2 separate regions of the Mus musculus genome follow, and region 2 is linked to region 1. The links are chromatin contacts, called in public HiChIP or PLAC-seq maps. All regions are on one chromosome and are shown on one strand. Each heading gives the region's core, a stretch centred on a gene start, on an enhancer-like site or on the middle of the called end of the contact. The rest is flanking DNA. Distances are from core to core; before and after follow the strand shown.

Region 1 (6,877 bases), core at 2,744-5,243:
TGTGTGTGTGTGTGTGTGTGTGTGTGTGTGTGTGTGTGTGTGTAGACAGAGAGAGAGGTGTGTATCTATATACCACACCATATGTGCTAGCTAGTTTTGTGTGAACGTGACACACACTAGAGACATATTAGGGAAGAGAACATCTCATCTGAGAAAATGCCTTCATAAGATTGACCTGTAGGCAAATGTGTGGTGCATTATTATGATGTGGAAGGATCCAGACCATTATGAGCAGGGCCACCAACCTAGGGGTGGTGCTATATAAAAGTACTATAAAACAGCCAGATTTGCAAGCCATGAGGAACAAGCCAGTGAGCAGCACTCCTCTTTGGTGTCTGCTTCAGTTTCTGTCTCCAGGTCCTGCCCTGCCTTCCCCTCATGATGGACAGTGGGCTGTAGGGAGCGATGAACCCTTTTCTCTATGGGTTGCTGTTGGGCTTAGTCTTTATCACAGCAATAGAAAGTAAACTAAGACACCATACACACACTCGTACATACACACACACCACACATACACACACACATATACAACACACATATACACATACCCCACACACATACACAGCACACACATATACAACACATATGCAACACACATAGATATACACACATGCATACCATATACATGCAATATATACTCACACGCCACACATACACACCACACATATACTCACAGATACACGCATACACAACACACTCACATATACAACACACACACACACAGCATACACACATGAAATGCATATACACACCAAATGCACATACACACCTTTATGAAATAAAAACACAAAATAAATTATTGTTGGATGTGGTGGTTCATGCTTGTAACCTCAACACTGAGGAGGCAGACACAGGAGAATCAGTAGCTTAGGGCCAGCCTGGGAAACATAAGACACCGTGAATAATAATAATAAAACAACAGCTTTTATTATCAATATATTATATTGTGTTACTATAATACTATTATCTATTAGACAATAAATAAAATAATTTAAATAAACAGCTTACTGTTTTATAATAATGTTGTTTTATATATAACAATTTCCTATTTCTCTGTATAATTTATATATACAATATTATGTTTTATATATACTGTATTATATATAAAATAGTAATATATTATATGAAAATATATACTGTTATATATTTATATATAATATATACACATGTGTATGTTATGTGTGTATGTATTGTGTGCATGTGTTATATTCTATGTCTAATAATAATTATTATTTTATGTATTATTAGTATTAAATATACTCAAGAGGCCACAGCAGAAGAATTGCCTTGTGTGTGAGGCCAGCCAGGGCTACATAGTGAGTTCCAGTCTCGTGTGGGCTATACAGTAAGATCCTATCTCAGGAAAAAATCAAATGACTCTTCTTTTGAGCCTGCCCACACCAGTGCTCTTACTTTCTTCCTGAAAGTTTTATCTAAGTTTGGTGGTGGTGGTGGTGGTGGTGGTGGTGGTGGTGGTGGTGGTGGTGGTGGTGGAGAACACCTTTAATCCCAGCACTTGGGAGGCAGAGACAGAGAAGCAGGCAGATCTCTGAGTTCTAGGCCAGCCTGGTCTACAGAGCGAGTTCCAGGACAGCCAGGGCTACACAGAGAAACCCTGTCTTGAAAAACAAAACAAAACAAGCAAATAAAACAAACAAAGTTTATCTTCTCTTAACCGTCATGCTTAAAATCTGTGCTAAGGGTTGGCAGATGGCTCAGGGGTAAAGGTGTCTGCCCTGTGCTCCTGGAAACCTGAAGCTCCCCTCATATAAAGGTGTGTGTGTGTGTGTGTGTGTGTGTGAGAGAGAGAGAGAGAGAGAGAGAGAGAGAGATCTTCATTCATAGCTATCCTCTGGCAGCTTTACACACCCTGCCCTCAACAATTAATGAAATCTGTTAAAATGCCTTATAATAAATTCCAACTATGCTTCATTAAGCAAACAAGCAAAACCCCAAAGATCTGGGGCTATAACTCAGTTAGTAGAGCATTTGCCTACCTTGCACGAATTTCTGGGTCAAGCCCTGAGACCACAGGCTTCATGATGTCTATCTGCAGTTCCAGTCCCTGGGAAGTCGGGGAAGAAAGACCACAGGTTCAGCATCCTCTTTTGCTACATAGGCCAGCTGGGATACACGATGCCCCATCTCACAATGAAAAATAGACAAAGAAGCAGAAACCTAGACTTTTCTCATCACTTTTTGCTCTAATGTACTTCTAATAGGAGAAATATTAGGCCTCTTCCTTCTAATTCCCTTTGCAGAAAAATGTGCTTGTATGCTAGCAAATCAAAAACTGTACTGTGTGGTTTTGTTTGTTTTTATTTAAACATTTCATTTTAAGACAGGGTCTTGTTATATACCCCAAGTAGGTTTCAAATTCACATTGTAGCCCAAGCTAACCTTGAACTTCTAATCCTCCAGTCTCAGCCTCCCAAATGCTGTGGTAACAGAGGCTCTAAGGCCTCTGTTTTTGGGTGTAATCATGAGTTTCTCTGTACATTATCATATCCTACCATTATAAGAAGCTAGGCGAGCGTCTGGAGAGATGGCTCAGCTGTTGAGAATGCTTGTTTCTCTTGCAGAGGGCCCAAGTTTGGTTCCCATCCTCTGTGTCTGGTGGTTCACACTGCCTGTCACTCCCAATCAGGATCCAATGCCCTTTCTGTGTGAAAATGGCAAAAGGAAGAAAGATATGGTCTGGGTGGTGGCAGTGCATGACTTTAATCCCAGCACTCTGGAGGCAGAAGTAGGCAGATCTCAGAGTTTAAGGCCAGCCTGGTCTACAGAGTGAGTTCTAAAGACAGCCAGGGCTACACAGAGAAACCCTGTCTCAAACAAAACAAAACAAAACAAAACAAAACAAAACAAAACAAAACAAACAGAAGAAGGAGGAGAAAGGATATGCCTCACTTGATTTAAGCATTACATAGTATATACAGTGCATTAAAATTATTACATGAGGGGCTGGTGAGATGGCTCAGTGGATAAGAGCACCCGGCTGCTCTTCCAAAGGTCCGGAGTTCAAATCCCAGCAACCACATGGTGGCTCACAACCATCTGTAACAGGATCTGACGCCCTCTTCTGGAGTGTCTGAAGACAGCTACAGTGTACTTACATATAATAAATAAACAAATCTTTAAAAAATTATTACATGAGATTTAAATATATACATATACATATACATATACATATACATATACATATACATGTATATATATGCACGTGTATTGGTTTTTTGAGAAAGCAATCTATATAATTTTATGTTCATAGGGGAAGAGAATTATGAGCAGCTGGTTATGTCTGTCTCAGTCCACTGTGGGTCTTACCTTTAAAATTTTTTTAACTTAATTTATTTCAGCGCTGAAGACTGACTGCAGCCCACATGCTTGCTAGGCACTCTTTCACTAAGCTGAGTCCCCAGCCCCTAAAGATGTTTTTATTTTCGTGTGTGTGTGTGTGTGTGTGTGTGTGTGTGTGTGCGCGCGCGCGCGTGTGCATGTGCTATTTCACAAGGAGGCCACAGGAGACCATCACTTTCCATCTATTCTACTTGGCCTTATTTCCTTAATACTGTGTCTCTCACTGCATCTAGGCTGGCACCAGCAAGCCAGTGATCCCACTGGCTCCATGTCCCACCGAGCCGGGGTTACAGATGCATGTTTCTCAAGGGCAGGTCCTTGGGCTTGTGTAGCAGGCATTCTTAACCACTGAGCCATCTAGTTACAAGCATTAGTTATGATTTATTTATCCTTCCCTTTGTCTTTAGACTATGTCTCCCTTAGGAAATTATTAACTCTAGAAAAAATAAAAAGTTCTACAAGAAAGAGAATGTAGTCACCGGACTCTGTAAGATGTGGCTGGGAACAGTACTTTCAACATCATAAAACTGTGATCAACAGTTAACTGCAACCCCCCACCCCCACCCCGCCCTCGCAGGAGGGCAGGGTAGAGGGGAGGGGCCTGCAGACAAAAGCTAGCGGGGTGGGGGTGGGGTTGGAAAACCAGTGCCTGGATGGCAGGGTGCTGAGTGCAGAGCGCTCTGCCCTCCTCAGGGACACCGCTCAGCTGCTCTCACTTCTCTGGCCAAGACGGAGGCCCATTTCCTAGTCTACTTAATAACGGGCAAATAATCTGGCGTCTGCTCAGCTCAGCCCATGGTCTTGGAACAAATGGACCCAATTAAAAGGCCATCATAAGGGAGTTCAGGGAAAGAGGAAAAAGTCATTGATCAAATCAACTCCCAGCTGCCCTGGGACTGGCTTGTGAGTGGAAATAACAAGAGTCCTTCCCCTCCCTGTGTTTCGCGTCCTCTCTTAAACCCAGAGGCCTTCTCACTGTTTGGGCTCCTCCTCACGCCCTCCCAACTTCCAACCCCTTGCGGTGGATAAGCTGTAAGGCCTCACCAGACTTCATCAAGATCTTGGGTTCAAGCTGGGCCTTTGCCTATGGTGCAGGTCTGTAGTCGCTTCCAGAGAGGTGGTGTGTGTGTGTGTGTGTGTGTGTGTGTGTGTGTGTGTGTGTACGTGTGCGTGTGTGTGTGTGTGTAGGAGAATCACAAGTTCAAGGTCATCCTTAGCTATAGGAAAGCAAGTCTAGGAGAGACCCTGTCCCAACTGAACAAAAACAAACAGATTCTAGGCTGAGGACATGCTCAGTAGGTAGAGTGGTTTGTCCAGATGCACGGAGCCCTTGGTCCAGTTCCCAGCACTGCATAAAACTAGGCATGGGAGGCGCATGTGTAAAGTCCAGAACTAAGGAGGTAGAGGCAGAACATCCAAATATTAGTGTTATCCTTGGTTACATGGCAAATTTGGGATCAGTCAGGGATGTACCAGACCTTTTCAGAAAAGAAATGAAAAGAGCAACATCGCTACCACCCCCACCCCGCTTCCAGTCCTTCCCACTCTGGATTCTCCTCCCACAACAGTCATCCCTCTTAGTACACCATATAATTTACAATTAATATTATTGATTGTTGCTCCCCTGCCTTTTAGAGGCAGAGGCAGCATCTGTGACCGTTTTTATTCACTAGCAATTTATTTACAATGTATATTGAAAGCACCTGATACATAGTAGGTTTCCTTTTTCCTTTTCTTAATCTATCTGTCTTTTATTTATTTATTTATTTATTTATTTATTTACTCACTCAGACAGAATCTCTCTATATAGCCCTGGCTGACTTGGAACTTGCTATGTAGATCAAGTTTGCCTTGAACTCAGAAACCTATCTGCCTCTGCTTCCTGAGTGCTGGAATTAAAGTCATGTGCTACTAGGTATGACACATAGTATTATTGTTACTATTATGGTTGTTGTTATTGTTGTTGTTGCTATCATTATTATCAGAGGGAACTTATATTTAAGAAAAAGGTGAGAAAGAACTCCCAGGAGTGCACAGAGTCCTGGGCTCCTGAGAGCGGGCTTTCAACTGTTTGTTTTCATCTCCCATGTGGATGTGGGGGATCGGACTCTGTCATGCTCAGCAGCCAGGGCCTTTGCTGGCTGAGCTAGTCACCTTCCCTTTTGTTTCCTTCCTTTCCTTTCTTTACACAGGCTCCATATAGCTCAGGCTAGTCTCACATGCTCTGTAGCTGAGGATAACCTTCAACTTCTGACCTTCCTGCCTGTGCCTCCCCAGTGCTGGGACCACAGGTCTGTGCTACCACAGCTCCTATTTTTAAATTTACTTTGTGAAGAGGGCATTAATGTCTCACGAGTACCGTCTGGTGCTAATTAACCTGCAGGAGTTTACCCAGTGTGATGGCTGGCACTGAATCACTCAGGAGACATACCTCTGGACTTGTCCTTGAGGGCATTTCCAGAGAGGAGTCACCGAGGTGGGAAGATCCATCTTGAAGGTGAGTGTCACTGTCTCACGGACTGGGGTCTCACACTGGATGACAAGGAGAAAGGGAGCTGTGTGCCAGCATTCATCTCTGTGCTGTGTGGCTGCAGATATGATAGATGTGACCCCTCTTAAACTGTGGACCTCAGTGTATCCGCTCCCCTTACATTGCTGTTGTAAGGCATTATGTCACAACAGGAAATAGCCAATGCATCCAGTGTATCTCATTCATTCCTCATTGCAAACTGCATTCATTCATTCATTCATTCATTCAGAAAATAGTTGTGTGGCACCTACAAGCCAGGCAATGTTCTGGACACAGAGAGAGGCAGTTCTCTCTGGAAACTTCTTATTCCAGCAGGACAAGGCAGATGTTGAGGATGAAGTATTGACTGAGTACAATTTTGCCTTTTTATATAATGAGGAAACAGATGCCTAAGGTCACGTGATTAATGAGGTATATAAATGTCACAGATGCAAAGAAATGGCATGGAGTAAGAGCTGGGGCTCAGATTCAATGCTATATGATGTGACTTGAGGGGTTTCCATCTGTCTGTGGGTCAGCAAGGAGTTTCCATCTGTCTGTGGGTCAGCAAGGAGTTTCCATCTGTCTGTGGGTCAGCAAGGAGTTTCCATCTGTCTGTGGGTCAACAAGGGGTTTCCATCTGTCTGTCTGTGGGTCAGCAGAGGCCTGGGGATGAGCAATGAGCAGGCCTGGGGCGGCAGAGAGCAGGAGGGCCTGGAAATCTAGCCTAGGCCTGCCCATCCATCACCTTTGTGCATTTTGTTCCATCCCACGGACCAGCGCTTCAGCTCCACTTCTGCATCAGTTAGATGCACTTTCCCTACTTCTGTGCTTGGGCATCCAAACGATAGGACTAGCTTCCGTCCTTTAAAGGTCAACACCACTGGCTGCTAAGACAACTCTATTGCCACACTTCCCAGGGAACAGAGTACAGCTTTGGGAGCCACCCTGAGAAGACAAGACAGCAGGGCAGGGGTCTCTGGTGCTTTGCTAAAATGAGACAAGGAA
Region 2 (6,696 bases), core at 1,697-4,196, 340 kb after region 1:
GTCTCCAGAAGCCCATGGAGATTCACCTGCCTTTGGGTCTCTGTGCTGTGTCATTGTGAGAGGATACCTTGGAGGGAACCCAAATGGGTAAAAGTCCAGTCCTCACTGTGTGATCTGCAGGGTCACTTCGCCTCTCTGGGTCTGTTTTCTTGTCTGTGAGGGCAAGGCTGAGAGGTGATATGGTTTTAGGAGCTGGGGGAGTTCAGCTCCTGGTTTGGCCTTTGCTTCTCGAGGGTCAGTGAGTCCATCTCTACGGGAAGTTGCAGGGCAGGTGGTTTGTAGAGGTGATCCTAAACCTTAGGCCAGGATGGTGATGTGAGTGTACTGCAGGGCATAGGTAAGGCTGGTCAACTAAGGCTTGGTGGTCTATGCCAGCAAGAAAGGCCCCTAGGTGAGCACTCTGAATTCAGGGATAGCTCCGAGGAGTCTCCCTTGACCTGACTGACATAGGAGTCCTAGAAGAAGAGGCCTCCAGAGATGTCCTGGGGAAGAGAGTTCTAGAGAGGTTCCCAGGGCGTTAATAGTGTGTACTATAGGGAAGATGCACTAAAAGGGGGGGGGGACAGTCAGCAGTGGCTGGGGGTGTTGAGGAAACCTTTCTGGCTTGAGGTGCCTGTTTGAGTTGAAGAGAGAGAACACAAAGTTCAAAATGTTAGCTGTGTGGCTCTGGGCTGCTTCTACTTCCTCCTCTGTTTGACGTGGACAGAAGTATCGGTTTGCCTGTGTTCTGGCACTTCAGTTACTCATTCAGTGAACATCACTGGATAGCCTCTCTATCTGGACCCGGGCTGGAAGTAGGGGACAGCCAGGAATTGAAGGGTTCCCAGTTGAACCCAGAGTGGCCACTGAGCCAGCCAGTCCTGGAGTTCAATGCCTAGGTGGTGGCTTTGGGATTGAGGGGAGAGTAGGAGTTTGTCAGCATTCAGAGTGCTCTGGAAAGGTACAAAGAGGAGGTTAAGATGGAGGAGACAGGACAGGGCATTGGAGGAGTTGCCCTGGTTGAGAAAAGGGGTAGAAAGGGATTAGTGAGCTAGGCCAGGCCTTTGGCTTTCTGGAACTAGGGGTCTTATGGTGCCAGGGTTTTGCTGTTGGGAGAGGCTGCACCTGCCTGGGCAGTGGTACTGAGTCTGTGCCAGAGTAGAGGCTGAGGCCAGTGCAGCTTGGGATCCACCCAGAGGGATGAGGAGGGATAGGAAAATGAAGTGCAAACTGTGATCGTGCTGAGGTAGAAGATGGTGGGATGCACGGCCCCTTGTGGCCCTTGCTGTGGCAGTGAGTGGGAGAGTCCAGGTTATGTCCCTGTCGGGGGTAGGGGAGTCTACAGTTCCTAGGCTGACTTAGTGCCCTCCACACCCACTTCCCCAGGCTCCAGCTTTTAAACTTTAACGAGCCTCAGCTCAGTTTCCAGCCGAGAGTGTTTAAAGTTTCAGGAGATGAGAGAAAAGAGCAGTCCTGGAGACAGCTGGGTCCTCTTTCTTCCCTTGTGCCTCTGTGCCTGGCTGGACCACCTGGAGCCAGAGGCCTGGGTACCATGACCCTGGAGACTTGGCTCTCTGTACAGGTCTGAGACCTACACTGGACCTCTCTAGAGTGTTCCCAAAGGCCTGGGTGCCAGGTCACCAACAAGCGTAGATAGGGATAGAATACAGTCACAGCCCAGACCCCTTACCTGGGCAGATGATCATCCTCTGGCCACAGGAGGGACAAAGCTCAGAGTAGGGGTCAGGTTGGCAGTGTTCCCAGCCCTCTCAGCACTCTTTGTCCCCTTGTAGCATGCTTGTGTTGTTGTAGATGCGATAGGTCCCTATAGAGACTCAAAGACATGGGATTGGAGAGTCCCGTGCCAAATACACACTCTTGTCACTTGCCATTAAATGGAGCTTGTGGCCAGTGGCTCAGGGCAGCTGGCACTGTTTTCTGAAGCTGTGTGTGTGTATGTATGTATGTATGTATGTATGTATGTATGTTTTATGTGTATGTGCACATATGCATGCATATGCATATGCCATGGCAGGAGTGTGGAGGTCAGAGGGCAACTTGAGAGAGTTGGTTCTCTCCTTTTGCCATGCACATCCCAGATGTTGAACACAGGCTCTTAGTCTTGGTAGCAGACGCCATCTCACTGGCCCTCTCTGGCGTACCACTGCTTTCCTGTCTTCCAGCCTGGGCTCCCAGAAGGCAGGCATATGCCACATCTCTAGAATCTTTCTGTCCTTGGGCAGGTATACAGTATCTGCACAGGTGGGAAGTAGGGCTAACACCTGGGCCATTTAATCTTATTAGGTTTCTGTCACAATGCTTATCAGTGCTGGCTCCCAAAGGTCCCTTCATCATTCCCTGGTCCCCGCTCTCTGTCTTTGGACCTTTCTAGATGTCCCGGGACTAGGAATGGGTGAGAGGTGATAAGACTTGCTGTAGAGAGAGGCCTCGTAGCTAGAGAGGATCTGCATCCCCGGTGTGTCTCTAGCATGTGTGCATTCAATACATACATTTAATCACGGAGTCCATACATTTAAAGAGTGCATACTTATATGCCAAGGATAGTGTTCTGCGGGAATTTGGCACCAAATCACACTTATCAGACCCTGTTGTTATGAGGTTCATATCCTGTCAGGGAGCCAAGCAAAACAGAAGCAAACAGCTGAAGAAGATACCAGAGGGTGGCTCTGTTCTAAGCACAGGGTAATTTGATGGGGGTGGAGGATTGTGCGTGTGGGTTTCTGTGTATGGAACTGTACTGTGGGTGGCTGTGTGTGATACAGCCTTTGGATGGGCGGACTGAGAGCCCCTCACAAGCAGGTGCAAGGCTCCCCAACCCCAAGCAGGCATCTGAGATGTTTGGGTCATTCCACACTGAATGCATGTGTGTGCCAAGTGTGAGTCTCTGTGTTTCTGTGTCTGGCATTACTGTGTGTGTGAGTCACACCCCCTCACTGCAGGAGCAGCGTTGTCTCTGATCCAATTATGTCTGCTCAGCTGTCTCCTGGCAGCTCCTGCCCCCTAGTGCAGCTCTGCCTCTGCCATGGCTTCTCTTTCCTGCTGCTTCTGAAAGCCTCTGTCTGCCTCTGGCTTCTCTCTGGGTCTCGGGATATCCCTTTTCCAACCTTCTCTTCTCCCTGCCTGGTAACTGCTTGTGTCCCTGATGCTCTGCTTGGTCCTCTTCTCCCCCGCCCCACTCTCTTTCCCCCTTGTCTGGGTTGTGTATTCATTTAGCGAGCCTCCTCTTCTGCTGTCTACTGACTGCCAGCTATTGTGTTGTGGATATGGAGACAGATGAGACCTAGGCCTTCTCCTCCAGAGACTCCAGACCTGGTGGAGAGACGGGGAAAACCTTCACAGGAGTGCTGGGACAGAGACTTGTGCTGAGACTAGTGACCACAGACAGCCTGAAGATGGGAGCAGGGTGTGAGACAGGACTTCCACAGGGAGCGGTGCCTAGGCCTAGCCAGATGCTGGAGGTCTGTGAGCACCTGGATGCAGCAGATGCACACACTAGGCCTGACAGTTGGATTTTATACTGAAGCTTGGAAAGGGAGAGGCTTCTGAGCTTGGCAGTTCTGTTGTCAGTTCCAGGGCTTAGAAACCTCCCCCGTCAGGGGACCGATTGACTGGGAACCTGGAGACTTGAGAGGGGGATATGGATACAGAGGCCAAGCAGGGATGGGGCAGAGAGGGCTTGCCCAGAAGGAAGGCTGTAGTTCACCAGGGCTAGGGAGAAAGGAGAGGAAGGAATTGGTTTAGAGCCAAGCCTGGGTTCCAGGCACTGGAGGGAAGCAGGTACTTGGGACAGCTAACGAGTTTGTGTTGGACATGGGGAACCCAGTGGCTTGGGGACTGAGGTAGAAGTCCAGTGCTTGCTAGATCTTTAGGGCTCCTAATCCACGGTGGTCCCTGACACCAGGGGAGTGTTTGTTGTTATCCGTCTCAGTGTCCAGTTGTGTCTCACATCACCAGTCCCCTGCTCTATCTCATTTTCTTCTACCTCCCCATTATACCTCTCGTTTCCAGCTCCCCCTCCCTCCTCTGTCTCCCCCTGCCCTCATGGTAAGAGCGGAAAGGCAGAAGGATTGAACATGAGGTCAGCCTCTGCAGCCTTGCCTTCTTCATCTCTGCTCAGAGCTGAGCCTGCTGCTGAAGCTGGGGGTGGGGGTGGGGGTGTCCATGGAAGCTGCAGGAGACCAGTGGGAGGGAGGGCACCAGGCAGAGCCCGGATGAGTCACCCAGCCCTGGATGGAGAGCAGCAGAGAAGGGCCTGGGTGGGACTCCACAGGAAGCTCTGTATACAGAAGACACAGCAGGACATCTCTCCTCCACCAGTCTTGGGGATGCCTGAGAAAAGTTGGGTCGCAGTAAGTTGCTGCCAGACAGACCCCTTCCCTTCAGAGGAGAAGGCTGTGAGGACCGATGGCCATTTTCCAGTGAGACTACTGAGGTGGAAGACAGGGACAGAGACTTTTTATTAGGCCGACAGATGTGTGTTCTTTACAGATGTGTGAGCCCTCCAGTAGGCTCACCCCAAGCAAAGGTGGCCCCGAGAGCCCCTCTTCATTCCTCACATGCCCTATAAGCTCCAGCCTCTAGCATGGACAGCCCTCATCTGGCTAAGTGCCAGCCCACCTGGCATTCCCTGGTTCTCTCACGGACTTAGGGATCAGGCTTCGGGGTAGACTTTGGGTTACACTGGCTCTAGGCAGGTTCCTCCATACCCTTTTTTCAAACCGCCATTCACTAAGGGATACTGACTTCCCAGAGAGTGGGCAAAGCTGTCCAGCCACTAGCACAGAGCCTGGTATGGCAGGCACTCCATTAACAGTTGCTGAATGGATGAATGAATGAGCAGGTTGAGTACCCAAGGGACAGCTCCGTTTCCTGCCTTATCCTTGTTCACTCAGGGTGACTCAGGTTACCACATGCGGCTGCATGTGCCTTCTTCCCAAAGCCAGCAGGTTCTGGTTCCCGGCTTGTACCAGTCTCTGCCAAGGGCCTTTTCCCCCTTCCGCCTGGATGCCACCTGCCCATCTGGCTTTCCTTTAAGATTTGGCTTTGCTATGTTTTCCTTTGCCTGTAGGTCCTCTTCCTTCTGTCTCTGCCTTGACCCTGCAGGGTCATCATTGCCTGCTTCCTGCCCTGGCCCAGGAGTGAGTAGCCTAAGACCCCTCTGGTTCTTACTTCTAGCACAGTCTCTTTGGTGATCAGTGGCATACAAGCCAGATACTGCTGAGCATTTCCAATAACTTGTGTCAGCCCACAGTGTCAGGCCTCAGCCTGGGTGAGCCTGGACTCTCAGGTCCAGGGACATGGTCTTAGAGGCTCTGGATAGAACACCTTCAACTTCAACAAGTCCTCCTCCTCCTTTTCCTCTTCCTCCTCCTCCTCCTTTTCCTCTTCCTCCTCCTCCTCCTTTTCCTCTTCCTCCTCCTCCTCTTTCTCTTTCTCCTCCTTTTTCTTCTCTTCCTCCTCCTCCTTTTTTTCTTCTCCTCCTCCTCCTCTTTCTTCTTCTTCTCCTCCTCTTCCTCTTGCCTCCCCCACCCCCACCCCTATCTTGAGACAGGGTTTCTCTGTGTTGCCCAGGCTGTGCTGGAATTTGCTCTGCAGACCAGGCTAGCCTCAAATTTAGAAATCCACCTGCCTCTGCCTCCTGTGCTGGGAATAAAGGTGTGCGCCACCACCACCTGACCTGGACAGAACTTCTAATTAGGAGGACACCAAAATGTGTTTCTTCACAGGTCTTACTATAGCCAGGCTGACATCAAACTAATTTATTCTCCTGCATTAGTTTCCTATGCACTGGGATTACAGATGTGCAAGATGAAACAGTGGATTTAAAAAAAATTCATAAATATTATAGCAAGAGTAAGAATTCAAAAGTTAAAACCTGGCACATGCCCAAAGGTTCAAGAACTAGGTATGCTGAGGCAGGAGGATCACGTAAACTCAAGAGTTTGAGGCCAGCCTGGATAAACAGCAGAAGCCTTGTGGGATAGGGTGTCAGTGCGAGAGAATGAGGGGTGGTATATAGCTTATTTGGTACTTGGTAGAGTGCTTGCCTGGCAGGCACACACATGAAGCCTTCTGTTTGGTTCTCAGAACTTTATAAACTGGGTGTAGTGGTGTAATCCTATGATCTCTGTACTGGGGAGGTGCAGACTGGGGGTGGGAGGGCAGAAATTTGAGATGATCTTTGGCTATGTAGCAAGTCCAAGGCCAGCCTGGTCTACATGAGACTGTCTCAATTTTTTGTTTGCTTGTTTGCTTATTTTTAATAAAAAACCAGACCAGACCAAACCAAACCAGACCAGACCAAACCAGACCCTGGTTTCCCAAAGGGGCCATCCCACACCCCTTCCAGCTCTTTTCTAAGGGTGCAGGTAATCCATGCGTTGTTGACACCATGCGCAGTTTGTGTGCTGTTGTGTTCATTTAAATCTGCATGGGTAGATGTTGCTCACATCACTGGAGTTATTAATTCATGAACAGTTCTGGCAGCTGCTTTCCACCAGGCCTGCTCTGGGCTCTGAGGGTTTGCCCCCCTCCCCCGTCCTGGGGGTGGGGCAGGGTGGACAACACAGCCCTTGATGGCTGCACAGTCCTCAGGGTGATGTGTCATTCTGAGCGGAACTGGCCTTGCTTATGCTGTTCTCCAATGTAATTTTCTAATTACAAATTCAATAATACACTCATGAATATTGTAACAGA

What was found. HiChIP or PLAC-seq counts read pairs in DNA pulled down with a chosen protein or histone mark.
Region 2: a FOXA1 HiChIP or PLAC-seq map of pancreatic cancer cells shows a contact between it and region 1. The contact joins two enhancer-like sites. A contact is called at or near these places in 20 of 39 promoter capture datasets (the 3T3-L1 cell line, 3T3-L1-derived adipocytes, the C10 cell line and 11 more), 1 of 15 datasets of contacts at CTCF or cohesin (the NIH/3T3 cell line), 1 of 484 Hi-C or Micro-C datasets (bone marrow-derived macrophages), 14 of 115 datasets of contacts at active chromatin or transcription factors (bone marrow-derived macrophages, craniofacial prominence, embryonic basal ganglia and 11 more) and 1 of 9 other capture datasets (liver).

The regions. Positions count from the first base shown.
Region 1 is chr7:100,981,003-100,987,879 of GRCm38.p6, forward strand. No RefSeq gene overlaps it. Among named protein-coding and RNA genes, the nearest start is that of P2ry6, 20 kb to the left of the region's middle. Within about 2 kb of position 3,994, at least 81 of the 459 cell types and tissues checked have an H3K27ac peak or open chromatin away from gene starts, as enhancers often do. A contact at or near this core is called in pancreatic cancer cells, where this site is marked.
Region 2 is chr7:101,326,100-101,332,795 of GRCm38.p6, forward strand. All of the region lies in intron 2 of Stard10 (START domain containing 10), which reads left to right. Among named protein-coding and RNA genes, the nearest start is that of Gm20476, 3.6 kb to the left of the region's middle. Within about 2 kb of position 2,947, at least 87 of the 459 cell types and tissues checked have an H3K27ac peak or open chromatin away from gene starts, as enhancers often do. A contact at or near this core is called in pancreatic cancer cells, where this site is marked.